2 separate regions of the Zea mays genome follow, and region 2 is linked to region 1. A link is a contact called in public Hi-C data. All regions are on one chromosome and are shown on one strand. The core of a region is the stretch at or near the end of the contact, and the rest is flanking DNA. Distances in the headings are between cores, read along the strand shown. Region 1 holds the start of LOC100282640 (protein BRE). Region 2 holds the start of LOC100273158.

What was found. Hi-C and Micro-C count contacts between places; a contact is called where the count stands out from the background.
Region 2: a contact with region 1 is called in a Hi-C map of ear, with 5 times the contacts expected there. The contact joins the promoter of LOC100273158 here to the promoter of LOC100282640 in region 1. A contact is called at or near these places in 2 of 25 Hi-C or Micro-C datasets (ear and endosperm).

Annotation. Positions count from the first base shown.
Region 1 is chr5:63,062,600-63,066,043 of Zm-B73-REFERENCE-NAM-5.0, reverse strand. LOC100282640 (protein BRE) reads left to right here and starts at 1,869. Exons shown (of 13, transcript NM_001155548.3): 1 at 1,869-2,132; 2 at 2,193-2,280; 3 at 2,353-2,533; 4 at 2,908-2,998; 5 at 3,275-3,310; 6 at 3,390-3,444. The coding sequence starts at 2,016. LOC100193011 (putative DEAD-box ATP-dependent RNA helicase family protein) reads left to right here. Exons shown (of 13, transcript NM_001138179.1): 13 at 56-394. The coding sequence ends at 178.
Region 2 is chr5:63,912,436-63,915,879 of Zm-B73-REFERENCE-NAM-5.0, reverse strand. It overlaps LOC100273158, which reads right to left and starts at 1,556. Exons shown (of 10, transcript NM_001147604.1): 1 at 806-1,556. The coding sequence starts at 1,489.

The sequences.
Region 1 (3,444 bases), core at 620-3,119:
AAAGGATGCCTATCTGTTGGCTATTCATTTCATGCCACGTTATCTCGCTTTGTAGAAATTGAAGGATTCCGGTGGCCACAAGAAGCGGAGAAATGTGGGAGATGACGATGAAGAGGTTGAAGATCATTCTTCTCATTCTAGAAGACCGAAATCCTTGAAGAGATCAAACAGACGATGAAGGCTCTGGAGCATGTCTGGACTGCCTCGTTTCGTGCAAGTCCTTTGTGGTTCAGCGCAGATCCACCCTGTGGTGGTTTGGAGTGATGCTTTGCCTATTTATACTAGGGCCAGTTAAGACGTTCACTTGACACCATTCCTTGGGTTGAAAGCAAGTCTCCCCCAATTTTGTCATCCCGACCCAAACCATGCTTACATAAGGAATCATTTTTTGCTGATGGCTGCCATTGGTGTATTGTAGCTTCTGAGTCGCATGTGCGGTTTTGCCCAAGGCACAGGCAGCCGTTGCTTTGTGTCAACACGGAAGTGCTAGCTTGACGTTTTACCGGCCATATCACCGTATGTCCGGTATGGCTATAAAGTTTTTAATAATGCTATAAAAATATCGTCTCAGTCTAAATACATTCTAGTGGTCTTAATAGTGTTTATGAATGTCCAGTACTCGATAGGCCCTCGAAAACACCTGGAACGGTTCACGAAAAATGGCGAAAACCTGAAAATTGGCCCGAGAACCGTGGGCACCAAAAATCTACAATAGAAAGTGGGTCAAAGAAAAACGACATGAGGTTCAGTTTCTAGATTGTTATGTTTGACACGTTGGAACAAACAAAAAGCATAGAAATCATAAATTCAAAATAGAAAAAAAAACTAATGATTTGAGCTCCTCACACGTATAGTAAATAAAGAACTCTTATGTGAGGAGAAACTAACTAAAAACATTATGTTTTATTAAAATAAAATTTATCATAGTACAAAATTAAAGAAATAAAAACTACATGATTCATATTCCATGTTCCAAGTTATAATTCGTTTAACTTTTTACCTAAATTTGACCGGCTCGTCTTATTCAAAAAAATTCATAATTTTTGTTATTTTTTGTTGTGATTTTGTTTAGCAAAAGCTTTGAAATTTTTTATTTTTTCGCAAAAAAATAATAGGACGAGCCAATCAAACATGGCAAAAAAGTCAAACAAATCATAATTTGGAATGGAGGGAGTAATAAATAAAAAAACAATATAGTTTATAATAAAAACTACATAATTTATATAACATAAATCAAAACTACATGATTTTCGAAGCAAAAAATTATATAATTCTTTTTTTTTGTTCTTTGAATTTTGGATTTTAGTTTTTTGTATTTCAAATGGTTGAAAAATCAGGTAGCATATGTGTGAACCAACCAAAATGTGTCATGTCGTTAAAAATAGATGATCGATACCAACCAGACCATCGGTACCAACCGGACCATCCGACGTATCGACGATACAAATCGATCGGTACTAGCTCTAACACGGTCGATATCAATCGAATTAGGAGGTTGATAGATCTATCAACCAACCCATCGTTTGAGTCGGTCTGGTTAATATCAATCAGCTCATAGACCATATAGGTAGACAATCTATACTATCCAGGGTTGAAACCAACCACAGACTCACTCGAATGTCACCCCGTATAGTTTTGTGGACCGAACGTAGAGAGATTTTGTATGGCATAATTTTTTATAGATAGTTAATAAAATATACTCTCTGTTTTTTTATTTGTCGTGTTTTAATTTAAAAATAAACTACGAGCAACAAATATTGAGAACGAATGTAGTATTAGAAAGCGCGGATAAGAAAAGATGGATACGGGAACTGCTATGGAGAGATATACTTGGATTGGATGGCATGGTACTCGAGTGAACTTCTTGGCGTGGCCAGTGTGGGTTTAATGGCAAATGGAGTATCATCCGGGCTCTATTTCTAAACCCAAGACTGATCAAGCGAACAAATCATTAATAAAAAGTTTGCTAGTGAGTCGAGAAGAGAGAGAGAGGCGTCCGGAATTCATCGCCAGCGATGTCTCCGTCCGCCGACGCCCCCGGCCCGGCCTCCTCCGCCTCGGCGCCCCCGCTCGCGCCCCTCATCGCCGCGCAGCTCAACTACCTCCTCTCGCACTCCAAGCTGCCCATTAGGGTACCCGCTCTGCCTCGCCTCGCGGCTCGCCGCTCCCTTTCTCACTTCGCTCGCTTGCAGGTGGTACAGATCTGGTCCGGCTGCCGCAACGGTCGCCCTGCCGATCGGTTCAGGCTCGCCATCCCCTTCTGCCTCGACTACGTCCACTGTAACGCACCCTCGCTCTCTCGCTCCAATGGTACTAGGGTTCGAAATCGTAGCTCAGATTCTGGTGCCGCAGGGGATTTCGTGTACAATGCGCTGTCTCCCAAGGTGGCACCAGACGTGGTGTTCGGTCCGGAGGATGAGAGGTTCCAGCCGCTGGTCGATTACGCTGCTGCTGGAAATGGCGATAAGAGCTGCTTGGCGCGTTGGGATTGCCGCGCCCCCGAGGGACTCCATGCGCTCGTACAGGAGCTTCGGTGAGGTTCTTCTTGCTTCACGAGTTGTCTATGCTTATGTTGTGATCTGGTTGGGGTGGTAGTAGTGCTATGTACTGACTGAGGATTGCAAACATGGGGAAAGTGGTTGACTGTGTAACTGTGTTTATGAATAGGGAGTACTGAGTAGGGATGAATGTTGGTGCCTTTGCTTTCCGCCAGAGCCAAGATTGAATGAATGCATGATCTGCCCACCCCTTTTTTAACTATAGTTTGTGTGGCAGGTTTGTGGTTTGGAAGATATTGATATCATGAGATGTTCTTGTTGGTTATGAAAGCACACTGAGATACCCATGTTGCTTTTGTCGTTAAGCTTTCTTTTGATAACTGTTTAATTCTAATTTTGACTGCTGCAGAGAATTGTACATTGAATACCAAAAGGAGCGGGTTCACATGGTGGATGACGCGAGACTAGCGTTTGAACTAAGCACAGTTCTCTCTAAGGAGGTAATGGCTTAACGCACTTCCTCAGTTGCCCATCTGGTGACAATGTGACATTGAGGTATTAGATTGGTATGCCATACGTGCAGATGTATGGTCTAGATAAAAGCAGCTTTTATATGGTGCAGCTGCAGTATGGTGATAAATAGACAGGGTCTTAAGCAGGTGCTGAAGATTGAGTGGCCTGAATGACTTATTACCAACTGCTTTTCCCAATTACCTCAATTTTATTATTGAATACTGTGGTTGAGAAATGATCTTTTGAAATTATCTCATGAACAGGGGATTGAAGTCTGCATGGTACCTTCTGCTGATAGGGTAAGTTTACCAATTTTTACAGTTTTTTTCCTTGTGAAAATTGATATCTACTCTCACCTCATATTGCTGTATTTTGTAGCCAGATGAGGCCAAATTTGCTGTACCACTTCTGGAGTCTGACTTTGACTTTGCCA
Region 2 (3,444 bases), core at 307-2,806, 850 kb before region 1:
TGGTCAACCATTGTACTACACAAGAAGGGTGCGGCAAGTGGAGGATGAAATTGATGTAGAAGAGGAAGATGATCCAAGTATGGGAGAAAGGGATGCGAACAAGATAGTGAATGATGTTGAAGATGTTGATAGTCAAGATAAAGATCACATCAACCATGAAGATGGTGGTGAATATTTCCCTACCAATACAAACAATGACTTGATGGATGAATATGCCTAGAAGGAGAGCACTTGAGAGCTGAGAATTTGAATTTAATGTTGTCATGTGTTCATTTGTGGACTTGTTAGTTTGTGAACTATGTATTAGGGTGCACCGGTCAAAACTATGTTATTTTGTGAATTATGCTATGCATTAGGACTTGATGTCCTATATCATCTATGATCCATCTATAATTCTATCTATAATCTACCTATTATGACCTATATCATTTATCTATTATATTCCATTTTTTATGCTTTTATCCGCCTTACTTATATGTCTATGAAGTCGTCTCGCCTCGTGCCTTAGAGGGTTAAAAGGGGGAAAAGGCTCTAGACCTCCGTAGGTACATTTACTGGTCACGGTGACCTCCTATGCTGTAAAACTTCCAAGTAAATTGAAGCCAGGTCTGAATGACGATGCTAAGCCAGTAAGCAACGCACTACTATGAAATGCAATCTGTTCGCACACTGATGAATGGGTCAATTGTATAGTTAGCACACTGAATGCTAAGCCACCAGAAATGGACTACAGAGCTCATCCATAAGAACATGACAAGGTTCACGAAATTCATCTTGTTCCACAGCCTCAAAACAAGCAAAGTACCTGACAGAGCACATCCATGGGGCTCCCAGCGCCCTCCGGCAGCAGCTTGACCCTGAACTTCTGCACCCCACCCCTGACGTCCTCTGACGTCTCTGCCTTGGGCACGGCCCTCACCACCTTGGGGCTGGCCGCGCTACCCCCACGGCCACCCCTATCGGCAGCTGAGCCAATGGACCTCCCGTAGTCATCAAACAGCGCGGATCCCGAGCCCGGCCTCGGTGCGGTGCCCCTGGACCCGTACGGCTCCGGCGCGTCGCCCCCGTTGTAAGCGTACGCTCCGTCGTCGGACCACCCGCCCGCCGGCTTGGGCGGGTACAGCTCCTGGCCGTACCCGGAGCCAGGGCCAGATCCGTAGCCGTAGCTCCCCGCCCGATCCAGCGACGGGTACGGAGAGGGCACCGGGTTGTGCGGGGACGGCGGCAGCGGCGGCGCCGGCGCCGGCTCGTAGGGGTAGTACGGCTGCGGGGGCGCGGGCGCAGCCGGCGGCGGCGCGTAGTGGGGGAGGTCGGCGGGCGGGTACGCGGGGTACGAAGGCGCGGGGGCGAAGTCCGCGGGGTACGACGAGTACGGGGGCGCAGAAGCCGGGGCGGACACCGACGGGTAGGCGGCGGGAGGCGGCGCGGCCGGGGAGGGATAAGGTGGGTAGTAAGGGGCGTAGTCCCCCGCGCCGGAGGAGGGATGCATAGCTGGCGAAGGGAGGGACCGGATCGGGGAGTCGGTGAGGCGAGGCTGGCTGGGGGGGAAAGACGAGGTCGTCGGAGACGAGACGGGAGGAAGCAGAGGAGGAAGGAGACGAGACGAGCGGTGGTTGGAGCTGGGCCTGCTGGCGCGGTTTTCCGGAATGGACCTCGACAGATGAGTATTTTCGGGTAAGGGTTTTTCCTGTGCGAGAGGAATTGCCTGCAGGCTGCAGGGTATGGATTGAAAGATTGAGCCCCACAGTGATCAGCCGGTGTGCATGTGAGAATAATTGTGTTCATGTGGTTGCGTACGATGTGCTGTGCCTGTGCTGGAATTGTTTGGATGATGCTATGATGCTAATTACAGTTTCAGGTTGGTTACAATTGCCTCTGATTAGCATGAGAAAGTTCTGCAAACTGTTTCAGATTCAGAAGATAGACTGAAATTACCACCGAAAATAAGCAATTGGAATGTCCTGTATTTTCCCTATTGTTGACGCCTTTTTGGACTCAACAAGAACCGTGGCGGTGCCCTCTGCACAGGGGCGGACGGTCCGCGCGCAGGAGCCGGACGGTCCGCGGCCTGGTACGAGGCGCGGTGGTGCTCTCTGCGCAAGGGCGGACTGTCCGCGGCCTGGGGCCGGACGGTCCGCGGCCTGGTGCGCGGCTAAGGCTCCTGCCTGACGGCCGGACGGTCCGCGCCCTGGGGCCGGACGGTCCGCGCGTACGCAGGGACGGCGGGAGATCGCCGACGGCGCCTGGATCTTGCTCCCGGGAGGGACCCCGTCGGGGAGTAGAGATCCTAGGTGGTGTCTAGGCTCGGGTAGACCGACCTAGACTCCTCTAATCGACGTAGAGTCGAGGAGATGCGGAGAATTTGGGGATTGAGAGGCTAAACCTAAACTAGACTAGAACTACTCCTAGGATAAAATGCGAATAAAAGTTGTATTGATTCGATTGTTGATGATTACAAATCGGCCGTAGACCTCTCTATTTATAGAGGAGGGGGGCTGGACCCTTTACACAACTGATTCCGAGCTAATCCCGCGAATATAGCTAACAACCGTAGCACAAAACACGGAACCCTAATCTGTTCTGCGCACGCGCGGACCGTCCGGCCCACAGGCGCGGACCGTCCGGACCGCGGACCGTCCGGCCTCAGGGCCGGACAGTCCGCCGGCTCATTTCTGGTTCGAACATATGCCCCCCTGCCTTTTGGTGGAGCTGGGCGAACCAAAAGCAACTAACTCGATGTGATCACATCGGTTTTCTTAGGCATCTTGCCACATACTAGGATGGTACTGTTTGAGGAAACGCCCATTCAAAGTCTTAGGTAAATCCTTGCCTTGTAATGTTTGTAGTAAATAAGCGTTACCAGACATCACATGTTTCACTTTATAAGGACCCTCCCAGCTTAACGACCATTTCCCGAACTTTCGGTCTTTATTCCTTAGAGGTAGAATGGTCTTCCACACCAAGTCTCCTACTTGGAATGATTTTGCTTTGACCTTCTTGTTGTAGGCCCTGGCTACCATGATCTTGTCCTTTTCTATTGCTCCCAAAGCTATCATCCTCTTGTCGGTCACCTCATCAATATTATCCATCATTGAATTATAATAATCAATAGCAGTTAGATCATTTTGTCTGGCAAACCTGACAGCATTCAAACTTATTTCCACAGGTAACACTGCTTCCTGCCCATAGACAAGCTCAAAAGGAGATACTTTAGTAGCACTATGTTTAGATATTCTATGAGCCCATAAAGCTTCAGACAAAATCTTATGCCAATGTTTAGGATTATCAGATACCTTCTTCTTTATCAAATTAATCAACGTCCTATTACTAGACTCGGCCTGTCCATTGGCCTGAGCATAATATGGAGACGAATTAAGCAGCTTAATTCTGTATAATTCAGCAAATTCACGTACCTCCTTTGACATAAAAGAAGTACCTTGATCT